Regions from separate parts of the Zea mays genome. Here region 1 is linked to region 2. Evidence: chromatin contacts called from public Hi-C data. All regions are on one chromosome and are shown on one strand. The core of a region is the stretch at or near the end of the contact, and the rest is flanking DNA. Distances in the headings are between cores, read along the strand shown.

The links. A called contact is a pair of places that touch in the nucleus more often than the background predicts.
Region 1: a contact with region 2 is called in a Hi-C map of leaf, with 5 times the contacts expected there. The contact joins the promoter of LOC100277561 here to the enhancer-like site in region 2. A contact is called at or near these places in 3 of 25 Hi-C or Micro-C datasets (ear, leaf and tassel).

What each region holds. Positions count from the first base shown.
Region 1 is chr1:34,164,612-34,167,311 of Zm-B73-REFERENCE-NAM-5.0, reverse strand. LOC100277561 reads right to left here and starts at 1,342. Exons shown (of 2, transcript NM_001367859.1): 1 at 1,087-1,342; 2 at 1-979. The coding sequence starts at 1,122.
Region 2 is chr1:34,082,959-34,085,737 of Zm-B73-REFERENCE-NAM-5.0, reverse strand. No RefSeq gene overlaps it. Among protein-coding and RNA genes, the nearest start is that of LOC103633575, 49 kb to the left of the region's middle. Within about 2 kb of position 1,302, at least 18 of the 20 cell types and tissues checked have an H3K27ac peak or open chromatin away from gene starts, as enhancers often do. A contact at or near this core is called in ear, leaf and tassel, where this site is marked.

The DNA.
Region 1 (2,700 bases), core at 93-2,592, 82 kb before region 2:
CGAAGCGCGCGCCTCGCTCGGCGCGCACAACGGGGAGCGGCGGGTGGACGGAGCGCGCCAGGAGGCGGACGCCCCACACGCCCTTGGCGGCGAGGAAGAAGGCCTGCAGCAGCGGCTCAGGCCACGGCCGCGCGCGCGCCCAGCCGAGCGAGGACACCACCTCGCTCATCTTGGCGTCGCAGAAGCGGCTGAGCCCCTCGCTGTAGTGCTTGGTGCCGTGGAGGAGGACCTCCTCCCACGTGAGCACCGCGACGGCGTGGTACGCCGCGAGGTTGGCCTGGCACCGGCCCGCGGGGTCCGTGGTGTGGGCGTCGGCGTCGGTGTCCAGCTCGAAGTCGGCGTGGAACGCGCGGTTGAGGAAGCTCTCGAGGCTCGGGCCGGGGCTGGAGGGGCTGCGGAGGTGGGCGGACAGCGCGCGCGCGAGGTTCCGCACGGCGGCGCGGGCGGTCGAGACGGCGCGGAGGAAGGAGTCGACGGGGAAGGCGGCCGCGGGGGTCGGGAGCACGCGCGCCTCGAGGCGCGCGAGCTTGTGCTCCAGCTCGGCGAGGGAGTGCTTCAGGCGCGTGGTCTCCTCCAGCGCCTCGTCCCGCGTGCGCGTGGCCGCGGCGAGCCTGCGGGAGAGGTCGGCCGCGGCGAGGCGCCACTGCTCGCCGTCCCCCGCGTCGGCGCCTGCCGAGGCCGGCGTGGCCGACGGCGACGAGCGCGGGGTGGAGCGGCGGGTGAGGGAGACGAACAGCGAGCGGATGACGGCGCCGGGCGACGCCGGCGCGAGGGCGCGCTGCTTGAAGCGGCAGTCGGAGAAGGACACCGCCGCGACGTACGCCGCCGGTCCGGCGGCGTCCTTGGCCCCGCGGGGTGTTGTCTTGTTGCTGGCGCCGCCGTGACCGTGGTGGAGCGGTGTTGGGACGTGCGCGTACTTCTTGTCGGCCTTCTCCGGCGCCGCCTTGGTGCCGCCTCGCTGCTGCTTCGGCTCGGAGGCCTGACGGCGCACCATTGTGCAGTGAACGACTCGTATACTCAGCCACGGCAGAACCGCGGTAACAGAGGAGAGGAGGCAGGAGGAAGGAGGGAGGGAGGCACACTTACACCGGTGGGCAAGGGAGGGGAAGGAGACGAGACCATGGCCACCGCGAAGCGAGTGGAACGCTACCTCCTGCGTGATACGTACAGCTCTGCGATGCTCCTCTTTTGATTGGGATCTGACTGACGGGAGGTAGTGGTAGTGGAGCGGGCGCCCGTCCCCGTGTGCCTTGTGGTGGTGGCCGGTGGGCGGTGGCGACGTCGCGATAGCGCTGCGGCCTATGGGGCGCTTGCAGTTGCAGTGCTCCCTCGTCCGCGTTTGACGTCGTTTTTTTGGGGGGTTCGGCTTCACGGGGTCGAGATGAGGGGATGGACCGCGGCGCGGTGCTTGAATGCCGCTCAGGTCGGGTCGTTGGTGCGTGGTTAATGCCCTGCTCCAGCCTTCCTCTCCTCTCCTCTTCCTCCTCCTGAACGGAGGAATCTTGTTTAGCATCTCAAAGTACTGTCTCCATGTAGAGCCAGAGTAATCTGGATCTCCAATTCTCCTGCGTTCCTGGAGGGCATCAGCAGAAGCAAACGAAGAACGCTATTGCTGCTGCGTCCGCTTCCTGCTCCCCCGTACCGTCTGTCGAGACACGAGTACTCGAAGCACATAGTACGTGCTACAGGAGCATATGCTGCTACGTACTCCCTTTACGGATCATGATCGTGTCTATGTCGTCTATCATGCGAGATGTAGTACGTGGATCGGTGAGTAACGAAACGAAGCGCAAGAGAAGAAAAGCCAAGCGCCAACACTTGCCAACAGGAGTCCGGGTCCGGATCCGGAGCTCGATCTGGACCTCGCTCGAATGAATTCGGAGCGGAGCGGGGGGGTGGGGAGGAGACACGATCCGTAGTCCGAGCGGCGAAGTGAATGCCACCCCCTCAGTCCCACGGCCGTGCTGGCGACGGCGATGCTGGGTGCGAATAGCTGGCTCGCGCAGGCTGATTTGCACCCTCTGACGACAATGAGATTCCACCCAAGTCAAAGCGCACAGTTCACACTTCGATGTCAGTTTTACATGGGGCAAGTATCTTTGGGTTTTGTATTCGATGGACCTAGACGTAGACATAAAACTCATCCGCAGCTGTAGAAGGATAAATAGTAAAAATAATAATTCACACTCGAGTATCAGCGGTAATAAGTTTGTGTGCCAGTATCAGTTTCTAGTGTGTTATCTGATTATTGGTGTACTTAAATAAATATGGTTTAACATTATCAGTTATCCATCACGTTAAAAATATGTGACTCAAACAACACCTAAATTTATGACAAACCTACATTTAATGTCAAACTATAATGCTAATATTATTTATGAATGGCCAAATAAAATGATCATGCGAGCTACTAATTTGTTACATTAGGTCTTGTAAAAGTTGTTTTATGCTATTTGTACGAGGACAAAATACTAAAATTATGTATAAATGGGTGTTCGAACCAGAGTTATTGGCTCTAACCTACATTCACATCCACCTAGCCAATAAAACACACATATTTATATTTTATATTATATACACCCTGTAGCAATATACGAATATTTTGCTAGTTTAACTATAATTTTATTGTTTATTCTCACTTAAATATAGCCAATGAGTAGTAGTCACTACTACAGGGATCCTCTGTACAGGCGGTCCGGT
Region 2 (2,779 bases), core at 53-2,552:
ACAAATTTTGGTGATGTATGCTTACGTACACATCAACCATCAGCTACTAGTAATGAAGGTAAGAACAAAATGGCCTAGAATGACATATATGGTGATGACATTGCAGGTAGTAGTGTTCCATCTTCATCTACTACTGCTTGGGCAGATACATCTCAGTTTGAGCTGTCTTCATACCTTGACAATGATACTGTCAATCCGTTTGATGATAGTTTCAACATTCTCTCCTAGCGGCAAGACCATAAGCTAACTTACCCTATTCTGTCTATCCTTACTAAAGATGTGATGATTGTGCCTGCATCTACCATATCCTCGGAATCTAGTTTTAGTTTGGCTGGCAGGGTGATCGAGGAGCGACGACGACGACTTACAAGTGACATGGTGGAGGTCTTATCCTGCATCAAAGACGGGGAGTTAGCGGACTCCCACATGCAACATAATCTGGAATGGCAATATGTACTTGTTGTAATGGACTAATGAATTTATGAACATTAGAATTTAAGAGTTGGCTGCACTCTTTTTTCTTTCTTAGGGTTTTCTCACGAGGTATGAGTTTTTACCTATGAAGGTTTTTAATAATACAACATTGCACATAACAGCTCCAATATAATCTTTATATTCTTCTACTTGATGAATTGTCTGTTGGACCTATATACTTGTATCTGAATATGTATAGTAGTGTCTGAATCTGTCTAAATTTGAGTATTCTCATGTTTCTGTATTCGAGTCTGGCCTCACACTATACCACAGTGCCATGGTTAGTACACTACCGTGCCGTGTCTAGGCTGCACCCAAGTTGGCCATGCTGGCCTGGGCCGAGATGACCACCGTGCCGTGCCTGGATGGCCTTGTTCCGGCCGTGTCCAAATTGTGCCCGTGCCCGGTCGTGTTGGGCGGCACGTTTGACATGTATAGGTCCGTCAGACCATGACTGATTTTAGCGCTAAAAACACTGAAAACCCCACCGTTTCACACAAAAGAAAAGGTTGACCAGCGTTAACCGACCCAGCTACTGGAGCCAGTGTGTGTAGCCGTGTAGGGCAGCACAGGGCGGGCATCCATCAGCTCGCTGCCATTTCACTTTGCTATCTCAACGCAACGTCGACCGACGAAAGCTGGGATCGATGTAGTTGCCTAGTTGGTGGGTGACAAAGCTCCGAGTTACCATGCTCTTACACAGTGCATTCTTGGTTCGTCCAGTCCGCAGTGCGTTCGATCCGTCGCCATCGCTGGGTACAGATCCAAAGGATGGGTGGGTGTCCCATGGGATGGTAAAGGAATTCAACGCTCCAGACCGGTCCATGCGCGCCACAAAGACAACAGAGACCTTGCTCAGGTTGCTGGTCCGGCCACGAGGACCACCACCACCGATCGGCTGTGGCCTGTGGCAGACGCCAGCCGCCAGGCGGACAACCCCGGCCCCCCGCGAGCAAACAGCGCATGCATCACGGTCACGGCGTCCGTCGCCGCCTGGTCTTCGACCGGGCATGGCATGCCGCATCCGCATGCAACGCCAAACGGCTAGCAAAGCCCACCGCCTGACCGCCGGGCTGCTGCGCGCAGTTCTCATGCATGCATGCACACACGCACGCAGGGGCGCAGAGACGCAGAGTACCAGTGCGATTTGTCAGCGGCGGTGACTGTAGGTAGTGGAGTCGCCTGTGCGCAGGGGCGGATCTACGACCGGGGCTGCCTAGGCTGCAGCCCCGGTCGCGGCCCATACAAGCGACCAGAGAAAGGTGCAGTACACATATATACACGCATCGGTCTAGTTCAGTTTTGGTTAGTTGGTTCTTTTGCAGAAGAAGGGAAAGGAACAGCGACCCAAGAAAGGCTGCGTCTGCCGCTCCTCCTCCTACGGGCTACGGGCTAATGCAAGAGAATTAACAACAGGCTCGAGCTCCTCACCTGTCTGCTCATAGTTCTTGGGCTGGTTTCGATTGCCACCGTCAGCTACTGCCGGTGTCAGAGGTTGTGCCAGCGTTTCCATGATCTTTGGTAATTTCAAGTCTTCCATCTCGGTGAGCTCGTGAATTTATTTATGGGGTTGTTGGGACGTCGCAGGCCACGAATGCTGAGACTCCCGGCTTCACATTGAACGTCCAGCACTGACGACGACTGAACGAAGACGAGCTCGTGAAAAAGAAAGTGTCCTGAACATTGACGCTTAGGGATTGTAATGATCTGAAATGTTTAAATTATATCTTGCTTCTTGTGTTATACTAAACATTAATTATATTTTTTGTTTGGTTTAAAAAAAATTATAGTCTTAATTTAGTAGCCCCCGTCTTGAATCAATTCTGGATCCGCCACTGCCTGCGCGCGTGTCCCCGCGCCGGTCCAAAACGCCACCTCTTTGCGTCCGTCACTCAGCTCGTCCGGAGACACGGCGACGTTGCTGCTTTTGTTGTTTGTATACACGTACGGGATGAAGCCGGACACTCCCAGAGGTATAGATGAACAGGTCAGACCGCAAGAGAACTGCATTTAGGCCATGCTGACTTGCTGAGACATGATTACGTCAATACAGTATCTTTTGGGACGGCCTGATAAAGATAATCAGGTCAACTGAATGATAGGGAAACTGCCACGTTAGAGTGTAGCTTTGTCACGTCAACCGACTGTCAGTCAGTGCAAATAATACAACAACGCTCCCTTTCCTTCCTGTGAGTCTGTGATTACTGATCCTATGTGACACTCTTTCCAGCATCATGTGTACAGCTTGGATTTCCGCATCTACAGAAACTAGCTCGGCCCAACAACCAAGTCCAGCTTTGAGCCC